2 separate regions of the Gasterosteus aculeatus genome follow, and region 2 is linked to region 1. Evidence: chromatin contacts called from public Hi-C data. All regions are on one chromosome and are shown on one strand. Each heading gives the region's core, a stretch centred on a gene start, on an enhancer-like site or on the middle of the called end of the contact. The rest is flanking DNA. Distances are from core to core; before and after follow the strand shown.

Evidence for each region. Hi-C and Micro-C count contacts between places; a contact is called where the count stands out from the background.
Region 2: a contact with region 1 is called in a Hi-C map of skeletal muscle, with 11 times the contacts expected there. The contact joins two enhancer-like sites. A contact is called at or near these places in 2 of 6 Hi-C or Micro-C datasets (skeletal muscle and tail fin).

The regions. Positions count from the first base shown.
Region 1 is chr6:18,629,501-18,635,758 of fGasAcu3.hap1.1, reverse strand. No RefSeq gene overlaps it. Among protein-coding and RNA genes, the nearest start is that of mcm8, 65 kb to the right of the region's middle. Within about 2 kb of position 3,053, at least 1 of the 9 cell types and tissues checked has open chromatin away from gene starts, as enhancers often do.
Region 2 is chr6:19,255,184-19,261,441 of fGasAcu3.hap1.1, reverse strand. The region is part of intron 2 of ehbp1 (EH domain binding protein 1); the gene reads right to left. Among protein-coding and RNA genes, the nearest start is that of ehbp1, 7.8 kb to the right of the region's middle. Within about 2 kb of position 3,676, at least 2 of the 9 cell types and tissues checked have open chromatin away from gene starts, as enhancers often do.

The DNA of each region.
Region 1 (6,258 bases), core at 1,804-4,303:
AATCCGTCAATCGAGTTCACACGACAGCTACGGAGCTTTGATCCCTCCCCAAAGAGAACATGTGACATGTGACGAACTGATTCCCTTTGTATCCCGCCATGACAATATTGAAAGACGGATTGTGGCGGCGCATTGCAGGGTCGCTGATCAATAGCGTCAGGCTGACGTCATTTATTCGTGAGCCCAGCGTGAGACCGGCGCCGTCCGTCGCATCACATGACTCATCTCGTAGCTGACGAAACGCGTCCGGGTCAGTGCTACAATGTATTTTTAGCGCCGTTGGGCGAGCATCAATAACGCAGACGTTTTAAGGCGGTCTTCCCCCATCTATCAGGCTCACGGGACGCCCCGGGCCCCAACTCACGACCCCCCTCATTTGTCTTGCCACGTTTTCCTGCTCTGACACACACACACACACACACACACACACACACACACACACAAATGGCTTTATACCTGCGACTCCGGCAGGGAGGTTCGTCTCCGAGCGATGATGCAGAGACATGTTCAATATATTCAATGTTCTCTCCTGTGAAGCTTTTCTGTCCCTTGTGAGTTTTTAAACCTCATTCAAGTGTAGTGCTAAAGTCCCCTGAAGGATTATTCTCTTTGAAAACGCTTCTCTTCTCCAGGCAAATATTTCAAAGAATCATTTCCTGCAGTTAGAGGACCTCGGTCACCTCAGGTCACATATGACATGTGACATATTCTTTACATGTAAAGAAGAAACATGTGAGAACCAGAACCTCTTCTAATGTGTCTCATTCCTGCAGGCCTTCTGCTTTACCTGACTTTCAAAGAGGAATCGTGGGAGACCTTCAGGATCAGGACATCGGTGCATCCTCAGGCGCCATCGCTCGGCTCGACTGCCTTTGAACAACTACATCAACGTAGTTCTGCCCATTACGGGAGCTTTATCCCAGCAGGTTGCCATCGGTTACACGTGGACAAACCCTCTGTTCAGTAGCAGGCGTAGTGCTCTCAGATGCATCTTACGCTGTAAGTGTTCCTGGGGGAGGTCAACAGTTTAGCCTCTGCTGGAATAAATCACAACGATAATTTACTTAATTGATCCCTGGAGGAAAAACTGTACTTTACTGTTGACACAAACGCTTCTTTTCTGATCGGAGAGGGGGGGGGTCAATTCTTTGGGCTTCAAGCACAAACTTCACCCAGATAGTAGATAGTAGAACTGGAGTCTGCAAATCGCTGCACTCGGGAGATCACGGCTCTAATTCTCCTGCCGATCATTACGAGCATCATTATGGGCACAAAAGGCAGAGATTTGCATAACTCATTATAAGCCAGGGGTAAGACAGCTGTGTACTTCCTCCAGCGCTGTTAGGTGCGCCCAAAGCTCATCGTCAACACAGCGCTCCGAGGACTAAAGCTCAGATGTATGACCTCATTTTGTTTGGGATCTTTATAAAAGAAATGTGAGCTATTTGGCTCTCGCAGAGGACATGTGAATGTGGGGAGCAGATGGACAAAATCAACATATTAATGCAACATGCTACCTACCCCCCAGTAGGTACTGGTAGGTACCTTGTGTTTGTGGCCTTTATTGCCTTAATAGTTTTCAAACCTGTCATCCATCTATATGTTCAAGAACAAAAGAGGTTTAACCAACTCCCCAAGTCAGAAAGGATAGATTCAATTTGTCCAACTGATTAGATAATTAGCATCATTGAACATCGGAATGGTTCCAATAGTTCCATCTATCCTAATTAATGGCAGATTTAATGCACTCCCTCTCGGGAGTCTGCTCTTAAGAGGGTTTTGGAATGAATGTGGAGCTTTCACCGAAGGCCGTTCAGTTGAGAGACTGTTTCCACAGTGACAACCTGGTTGTTTATCAGGGACGCACATTTGCATCCTTGTGATGTCTCTGTTTACAAACGTGATTGGTCTGAAGGCAAAGTCCAGTTTTGTCCAATTGGTCCGCAGAGACAGAAGTCCTTTAAACATTTCACATTACGTTTTTCAATTCAGTCCATTGGAGATGAGCAAGGACGTGACGAATGCAACAAAGGAAACCTATAAACAAAACAAAAAAAGCCGTCATGAATTTCAATAAATTACAGATGCCAGCCTGACTTTGTTGGTACAAGGAATAAATTGCCTGTCTGAGCAAAGGAGTGTGTGTGTGCATATTAAAGTGTTCGCTGATCGCTGCTACAACCTGTAGTCGCACAGCTCTCCTTGCCCACGTGACACGCACACACGCACACACACACACACACACACACACACTTGCTTCTCAAAACGGCGTGTCGGACCAAAAAAAGGTTTGTGTAATCACAAAAAGCCCTGACTCGTTTAAATGCAAATACAACTGTGCAAACGTCTTAAAACAAACACACAAACAAATGGTTTCAATAATGTCAATCGTGCAATTGTGTTAATTTATCACTGCTGTGCGCCGGAGGCTGTGTGTGTGTGTTGTTCTGATTAGACAAACAGAGAGCAATGGGTCGGTGCTGGAGGAGAAGAGGGAGGGGCGTTCTGTTAGAGGGGAAGTCAAATCAAACCCTCTCATGCAACGAAGCCGCAATGAGGGACTCGCGGTTTGGCCGTTTGGGCGGTTTGGACGGTTTGGACGGTCTAGGCGGTTTGGGCGGTTTGGACGGTTTGTGCGGTTTGGACGGTTTGTGCGGTTTGTGCGGTTTGGACGGTTTGGGCGGTTTGGGCGATTTGGACGGTTTGGACGGTTTGGACGGTTTGGACGATGTGCGGTTTGTGCGGTTTGGACGGCCTTGGCGGTTTGTGCGGTTTGGACGGTTTGGACGGTTTGGGCGGTTTGGGCGGTTTGTACGGTCTGGGCGGTTTGGGCGGTTTGGGCGGTTTGTACGGTCTGGGCGGTTTGGGCGGTTTCGACGGTCTGGGCGGTTTGTACGGTCTGGGCGGTTTGGGCAGTTTGGGCGGTTTGTACGGTCTGGGCGGTTTGGGCGGTTTCGACGGTCTGGGCGGTTTGTACGGTCTGGGCGGTTTGGGCGGTTTGGGCGGTCTGGGCGGTTTGGGCGGTTCGTACGGTCTGGGCGGTTTGGACGGTTTGGACGGTCTGGGCGGTTTGGACGGTCTGGGCGGTCTGGGCGGTTTGGACGGTTTAAGCGGTTTGGACGGTTCTTACGGTTTGGACGGTTTGGGTGGTTTGGACGGTTTGGGCGGTTTGGACGGTTTGGGCGGTTTGGGCGGTTTGTAAGGTTTGGGCGGTTTGGGCGGTTTGGACGGTTTGGACTGTTTTGGCGGTTTGTACGGTTTGGGCGGTTTGGACGGCCCGCGCTGGTCCTCATGCAAGTAAACGTGGCTGCTTTCCTGAAGCAGCTTGAGATCAGATGACGATGATGAAGTGATTGATTTCGAGGGGAGGACGGTTCAGTCCTCCACACACAGGTTCAGGGGGGCAGTCAAGAGTTTGGTTGAAGATTGTCAGTCGACATCTGTCGCCTTACAGAATCCTCGATGTTGTTGTAAAGAGGAAACGCCCCTCAGTAAAGACACTCTCTGCCAAAAAACAGTATACAGTATATTTACCAATCAGTGGATTGGCCATGCCGGCTCATATGCATTTTGTCCTGGAATAAACCTTGGTGAGCCATGCAGGTAAAATCTACCGGAGGAACACACTGGATGTCTACACAAACACAGACTAACACACACAGAATCCGTTCAGTTATTACTTTATTACATCGAGGACACACAACCAGAGGAGAGCAAAGCATGACCATTGTGCCCTGGAATTAAATACAGGCGATTCCTCAAAACGTGTTCTTCTTTCCCCTCACTTGCTCAGCGGCTGCTGTTGAACCCGAGGAACTGTTTTGTACGCAGCGTTTGCACTCTGCTCGCCTCCTCGTTCCTCCTCCACCTTCTTCCCTTCAGAGGGGTTATCTTGGGAGTTGACCATAAGACGGGTCAGCTTGCAGGAGGATTATGTGAGCTGCACTCTTAAACGAGGCCTGCAGCTTTCCTGCCTGTTCCTCCCTGACCGTCTGTTTCCACGGGATCATCAGCAAACCGGACAATTTGATCCACGTTTCATGATTGGTGAAGTAAAGCTTTCTAGTGATGGGACTAGTGATGTGAGTAATTCTTCCAATTCTGATTGACAGCCGGAAGACGACTTGTAACATTTACATATTGTGTGAGTGACATCATTCAGCGACTTAATACCGATTAGAAAGGCCTCAGGGCCTCAAATGAAATGGACCCTGCTTGCATCAGCCAGCACCGGGTTTCCTGTACGAGTAAACGTTTTCTACCCGGCACAGGGGCAACTATGGACGCGCTGGTGTTCACGCTCGTACAAATACTCAGGGATGCAAGTGTTGCTAGTGTGCGGATCAGCAGGTAGCAGGTCGGTGACGGGTCTCTGATCCATCGGGATGATCCTGTGTGAGGCGCCGGGGGGTAGATGTAGAATCACACCCAACAGAAATATCACACAGAGAAAATAGTATCAACCCTGCCCTTGTTTTCCATTCCATGTGTTTGTGTTGCCTCCTGAAACCCAATGAAGACCCAAATACATTTGACTTTCTGTCAATTATGTTACGATCATTCCTCCAAACACTTGAGCTCTCCTCTCCCCCCTTCCCTTCGCTCATCTCATCCGTGAGGAGGACAGAGCAACGCTACATCATCTCCGACTCCTCCCACATCTGTCACATGTCTCAAAGGAGCTCCTCCAACAAGGTGACGGTTTGAAGGAGTCTCCGGGTAACATATGGAGAGAAGTTTCCACAGAGAAACGCCCGTCATTAGGACTTTAACCTGCTGCTGGCTCAGAAGCCCCTCACTGATGACCCCGCTCTGTGTGAGTGTGTGTGTGCGTGCGTGTGTGTGTGTGTGCGTGTGTGTGTGCGTGTCTGCGGGAGGGACCTAGTTGTCGGATGACACCCTGCTGTATCTCGACACCCTCATACATCACTCTACAACAACTCACACACACTTTTTCCTCAGCACATACGCAAAAAAGCAGCATTCTTCCCCCATCCTGGCACACACACACACACACACACACGGGTAGAGGCCGTGCCGAAAGTCAGGTATCGTGTGGTTTAATTAATTACCGTCTGAAAGTGACCAAGGTCAGAGCGTCGCTCGGCTGGAGAGCTTTGCAGAGGTCACGACCTCTCCACCCGACTCCTCCCAAGCTGTCAGCTGTCTGGAAGGTGAAGAGAAAGCACCTTAAACTCTTAGTTCACACAGAGCCGACTGTCCAAACACCTCGTGTTCCTCCCAGATTCTACCATGAAAGCGTTGGGTTCTACATCACAAAGGAAATATAATGGGATCAAAAGCACCTGCTGTCTCTCTCTCAGGTGATTGATGGTTTAAGCTGCTTTATTGTAATGTTGTTAAAGTTGAACCTTTGTACTGATTCAGTTTAATAAAAGCTGGTAAAACTAAATATACGAATCTAGATAATGAAAATGAAATGAAACTGATAATGAATTTGGGTGTGGATTAGATTGTGAGTGACGCTTGGATGGATTATCAAAAGCAAAGTCAAAGACGGAGATACTAAAGCCAAATAAGAGATAATAAATGTCCCTTCAAACACATTTAGGGACCCTTCAACCCATTTCATTAATTATGTTTCAAAAACTAATTAGGTGAAGCTGGAGGATTTGATCAAACACAGTCGATTGTAAAATATGAAAAATGTACAGATGGAAATGTCGAGCACTGAGTTGAAATGAATGAAAAAAAACAACATTGCAAGAGTTTAATCTCCGCTGCTGTTGACAACATTGTTGGTGTCCAGTTATTGTGTTTTATTTGTCATACGTGTAATCTGTCTATTGTCGAAGGCTCCAACTGAAACAGGTGCAGACTAAAGTGCAAAACATTACATTAGAAAAGTCTTCTGTCTAAAATAACACCAGTGCATAACTCCTGTCCTGTGAATAGTTCATGCTAACAGGTGTTAGCCTGCTAACCACAAACACCCATCGCTGGTGCTTCCAGCACATACACACATACGAGACTCTCATTTAAACCTAAATACTATATTCTCTGCAACTGAAAAATGCGTTTATTGTAAGAAGTTTATCCTGTACTTTATCACCATAACAATATTTTATTATTACTCTAGATGGGAAGAAAAAGTAAATAGCACTTCAGATCAGTGGACTAACATATTGGATGTGACATTCTCGTGTTTAAATAAAGTAGACACAGATGGAGGAACAGGGAGAGGGAGTAAGTCGTGAGATCGCACAGAGATAATGAGAGAGAGACAGAGACGAGACT
Region 2 (6,258 bases), core at 2,427-4,926, 630 kb before region 1:
TGGACTGCACGCAAGATAATCACACACACACACGCACGTAAAGTGTGAAACACTGAAGAAAGTTTACCCGGTCCAGGCCAATCGCACTGCACCGACAACCGGCATGAGACACATTACTTCTATTGTGTCTCATGACAGATAATCGGTTTCGTGCTCATCTTTTTTGTAGAACGGTGTCAACGTGACGTTTGTTTGGAGTTTGAACTAATAAAGACGCAGACAGGCCTCTAGCACTAAGGCTGGGCAGCATACCGGTTCAAACTGAATGTTTCCGTACGGTATGAATTTCCCACGTACCGTTCATACCGGTTACGCCATAACAACTGGTGTTGCCCTTTGGCAGGCGGCAGAATTTATTTTTGCACGTCATCAAGGAGCGCCGGCGATTGGAGCTACTTGTCTTTGGCCAATACAAGCTTATGGCATATTGCATGTGTTATTACTAGTTAAGAAGGTAAAAGATGGCGGCATAAACTATTACCAGTAATAAATATGTTTTTACCACAAGATAATGGCTTAGGACATATTTAAAAAGAAAAAGTATGTTTGCAACCAACTTTTCTCAAATTGATTGTGTGAAGAAAAAACAAAAAGGACTTGAACCAGCTCTGACCGACCACACTGGAGACCAGATCCACCCGACTCGGAAGATTCAGATTCTTCAGTCCTTTCAAAAAATAATTCATTCAACGATGGCAAATGCTGGGTGAACGCAGCTCGTGGTAGTAGGTGGTGCTTGGAGCGCTACAGTCAATGATTTCATTATGCAACCTATCGAGTACACCACTGGCTTTATGTGTGCACGACAGAGAGAGTGAGAGAGAAAACAGAGGGAGGATGACGGGCAACAATGTCTCGCATAGAGAAGCTATTGTCCAACAACAGAGGCCATATCAGAGCATGCACAATCACCCCATAACTGCCCCCTTTGAACTGTCCTGCCTGCCTGAGAGAACTATTCAAACCCATAGCTTGCAGGTCCACTGACTTCTTTACACTTTAGCGTGGTGACCTTCGTGGGTGACACGGAGAAACCCTCCTAGATTTAGATTTTAAGTAGTCTGCTGCAGTTCTCATCCAGAGAAACCTGCAATTAGTGGACATATGAGTTCAACGTTTTCCTCAAATTCTCTTTAGAATTATCCCAGTTACTGATTTATTTATCTTCATATCATATCTTTTGCATGTAGACATTTTGAATTGCCATTGGTTTGTTTCTTATGTGGCATATTGAATTGCAGCATTACAAATATTATAAAACATAATATATTCCCTAGATTTAATAATAAACTCAGTCAGTGCTACAGCGAGTGCATTCTGGCTGTGCAGTGGAGATCATAACTTAACCAGGACTAAAAAGACGCTTTGAGCTGCACATAAAAGATCAGGTGAAGCAGGGCAGCTGCTGACCGGGGGGCTGCAGAGGTTCAAAAAGGAAGATCTGCTGACCACCACACGGAAATCAGGTAGGAAGACGCGCCGTGCATCCAACTATTCCGTCATAGCTCAGAGGAACAAATGGGGTTTTATTTTCACAAAAGCTTATATCGGATAATATTTACTTAGAAAAGACATAAAGAGAAATTAGTTTGGCATCTTAAATGTGCTCATTCAAGGCTTAGTGCGTATTTGCCTGCATGGTTAGAAGTGGAGGGTGGGACAGGAAATTGCTCTATCTTTCCTGCAGGCAGGAGGAAATAACCACTTCACATTTGATACGACGGCCCTCAGACCACCGGCTCATAGTGGGAGCGCTTTAGTTTTGTCAAATCCGCAGTAAAATGGTTTAATTTCATTGTGGGAAGCTAAAGTCATGATCGCACTGAATATTACTAATATTACTATTACTGCGCAGCCGTTGTGGATGGTATAAAGAAGAATGTGAGGGAAGACATGCCAGTATTTGTCCTACTCTTGTAGGTGTATTAGAGTAGACCAGAGCCGGATCCAGAAGCCGTCCCATTTGGACCAAAAGCTATAAAAAAAAGACGGTTGTAATTAAAGACGACGGTGCACTTTGGTCGTCTTTAGGGTAGTGGCTTAAAGCACCGAGCAATTAGAGTTAAACCATCCCACGTGGTGCCACTCGACCAATCGGGAAAAGACGAAGGAGACGGAGAAAGTGAGAGAAACGAAGAACAAATGGCGCTCTGCAAAAAGAGAAAAGTGGCCTTCGAAAGAAGAGCATTTAATCCTCAATGGACGGACTGGTTTCTGTTCATACTTCCCACTGCAGCACTAAACCAGTGTCTCATGTCCTCAGAACCCGTTGAAACGCCGTCATGAGGCTCAACGTGAGGACGAGAACCTGATGCATCAAGACCAGATTTAACATCATGGCAGGAAAAACTAGAAAAAAGGGAGAGAGTGGATGTATATATTCTATATATTGTCAAAATGTGTAGATTTATTATTTATAATTAGCTGAGGGTGTAAAGTCCAAATGTGAAGCAGAAAAGGTGAAATTCGAGCTTATCTTCCGGTCATTTCTTCTTCTTTTTTTAATTGAAGCACTTTCTTTTTTAAATGCTACTTTTATTTAGTTAATTGAGAGAACATTATTTATATTTGCACTCACACATATATGTTCAGTTCTGTACAACCCAAATTGTAATGTAATATTGTCAAAAGAGTTTCAGAAATCGTACTGAATTAATCTGATTTGTTAGTCGTGCATTGAATCCAGAGCATGAAGCTTTAACACGTCGCGCCTCTAAACACCACGTGTTCTGTCACGCATTCACAAAACAGGGAGCTTCCCGTTTCCAACGACGACAATGGCTGGTTAGAATGCTCGGATCAAACAGGAGGACCCAACCCATCACGTGGTGAAAACTGCTGTCCTGTGGGGCAGGGGGGGGGGGGGGGGGGCACAGTGGAGAACTAAGCGGCCAAAAACAGCTTCTTACAGCAGCAATCGCTATAGAGGCAATGTTTGCATTTACTTATTTATTTTATATACTAGTTTTTGCAGCCTTCACATTATTGTCTTGTTGTCTGGGTTGATTGCCATATGTTTTGAGAAAGATGCCTCGTCTACCTCTGGGTCGGGTACAAATAAGAGTCTGACTCGGCAAAGACAGCTGCAGAGGGTGGTTGAAAGTGGGAAGTGAGAAAGGAAACAGAGGGAGGACTGCAGCTCCAGTCACACTGTGGCCTTCACTATGAAGACAGATGGAGCCGTCCAACGCAATCTGTGTGACTGTCACCCGCCCGCACCGCCGGGGCAATTAATACGGGTTCCTTTCCACTATGACGATGACTTGTGAACCATCTCATTGCGTGTTCTGTTTTAGTGGTTTTCCCTCCCAAAGCAAAAACTCTTAATTAGTTAAAATGTCTTCTTTTTCACAAATTTGTATCGGTCAGCTTCCAGATTTATATCCAATAAAGAGCCATTACCAAGTTCCAATCAATCAATAGTTTTTAAAAAAAATATTATTCAATATGTTATGACTTCACTTATTTCAGCCTTTGGTTGGATTTTGTTAAAACAAGGACTGTTCTTAGAATAAAGCGGAAATGGATTATGCTGTTTGAGAAGTTTCATTTCGCGTTTCAGTCAAAGGAAAGCGTTGGAAGCGAGTCACTGGGTTCATCTCCACCCGGACAGTCCCTTGACCTCCAGCTAAAGAACCGTCAGTCAGTGGTTATGTGGCAACCAGCGGCCGGGTCGACGACACCGAGTTAATGTGCCAGACCAAAGAGTGAGGAGTGACCATTTGGACCAGCCAGATGTGTTTAAGGTGGATCTGTAAAATGAAACTTCCTGAATTAATATATATATAAAAATATCAAGACTGTGCAAAGATTGTGTGACCATCTGTATTATGTTGTCATACTCACTCTAATCTCCCCCATACCCATCTTTAAAGTATTTCATTTTCTGTCAATTATATTACGTTTCCCGGTATCCAAACAAACGGCGACTTCTCGGGATTCAAAAGGGAAGCCAGTCTGGCACCGAGCAAAACCTTCATAAGATCAACCTGACCATTAATGAGATTATGCAAATATGACCTTCCTCTCTACTGGCTAATTTGAAGAGTTCAATGCTCAGTTGGACTCGGCTGTATCAGATCACTTGCTCTGGATGGAAGACGTTAGAAGGTACTTTAGAGAAAGGAGTCTGCTGAAAGGGCCGGTTGCTCTGAGCCGCTTGTAGACGGTACCAGAGAGCGTACACATCGGGACGGGGATGCAGCTTTCTTTAATGCTGTTGCTTCGGTTAACTGGCTCATCTCCAGGACGCTTTCATTCCTTCCTTATCGCTTCGTTTCTACAGAAGTGGTGGGGGAGTAACATCACCCGTATGCGTTTCTGGAAAAAGATCCTGTGAGGATCTGAGAGTAAGTGATTGGAACCAGCTATCCTGGTTTTGTAGTTCACAATGTAGCAGCCACATTAAAAGCATAAACGCTGATCTCCTGGTCGCGTGTTGACTGGGGAACCATGCGGATCAACTATGGCCCGTTACTACTCAGCACAAAGTCTGGAGCAAGACAGGTGAAGGAGTAGAATAATCATTAGTAACTAAATAAATGCGGTTTTAAAGGTAATTTGATAAAAGAGTACTAAAAATAGACCTTTCTTCCACACGACACGACAGCACAGGGAGTCTGAGGAGGAGATCATCACTCAGCTGGATCATGTGTTTGGGAGCATCACCAAAGTAAAGAAGGGAATGAGGGGAAGCTTTCCGTCTTTCTGCGGCTGAATAACATAAAACTCTCCCCTGCCTTAACAACAACAACAACAACAACTCTTCCTGTGAGCGCTCACCAACGGCCTGAAGCGACACAGCGGGAATCCCAGCCACCATGTGCCTGAGACGCCCCGACCGCAGAAAACACGCAGCTTTTAGGCAACGATGTGAACAGTCAGACGAGAACTTCAACGATGTTAATTGTTCACAATTGTTAATTGTTCTTTTGCCCAGCGGAGAAAAGGGTGTTTATAACAGACGATGAGTTTGAGCTGGTCTTTGTTTCCTTCAATGAATCATTGAGACGGGAGCATAATCCGACCCAACGTGTCTGAGGGGTCTGGAGAAGGAAGTGTGACACAGTAACCGAATGAAAGAATTTAGGATGGTTGTGCCAAAAAGGTACATTACCGCAGCGACCGATCGGGGAGTTTCCCTTTGGTCTGCAGGTAATAAAGAAGGGCTTTACTAGCTTGCAGACAACCCCTTTGCTTCACAGAGTAAGACACTAGGGGAGGTGTAAATGCTCATTTTGTCTATAATTGCAGCGCAGAACGAGTTCACTTGGGCGGATTCTGCTGCAGAGTTAAAGTGACATAAATGGGAAGGAGGAAAGAGGTGAGCGGGGGAGTAATAAAAGAAGAGAGGGAGGGGGGGCGATGACAGTGGTACAGAGAAGGAGGCAGAAGAAAATGGAAAGGGAAGCATTGTTTCCTCAGAGGAGAGCAGTGAGCATGGTGGAGCAGAGCAAGCGCATCATCACAGGAGGAAATGAAAAATTGTGAAAACAAAAATGACAACTAGTGTCTCAGCTATGAAAACGTGCTTTTGTTGGTCCCAATGAATGACATCAGCTAAAATGTCCAAATCAGAGACACACGAGGAAACAAAGACAAACCAGGGACTTTACACAATTACACAACAGTGAAACACTTTGAGAAACCAAAGAAGCTGTAAACAATTACACGCGTGCATTACAGGAAGAGTTGGCAGGAAGACGTTTCCCTGGCGACATGATGGACTCTTGGCACAAGGTCGACGTGTTCGACAGCAGGACAACGTCACACACTGACACACACTGGTCAGCAAACACTGTCCAACTGACAAGAATATTTGGCCAATGTATCTCCTCTATTTTGCCAATTTACTGGTTTGCCTTTGATGGGACACGAAATAATTATAACATTTCCCGAATGAAGTAAATGAACACTTTGTGGAGAAGTGTCAATCTGCTTGTCTAGTGAGAGCGAGAGTGTGTGTGTTTAAAGTTTCTAATTCCCTAGGAAATGACTAACCTGTGTGTGTGTGTGTGTGTGTGTGTGTGTGTGTGTGTTCTGCACAGTCCTTGATTGATATGGAGACATCCACCACCCGTGTGTTTCATGCAGTCTCGATTAGCCACGCTTGCCTACAGCCCAATAGAATTACCATGTAATCAATAGCGTCTCTGTGTCCTTTCCAGCGGATTATTCTCGTATCCTCTGCACGCGTGCCGACACGTTTGCCAGCAGCGATGACACTTGTTGGCTTTTGACTTTGTTTTCGTATTATAT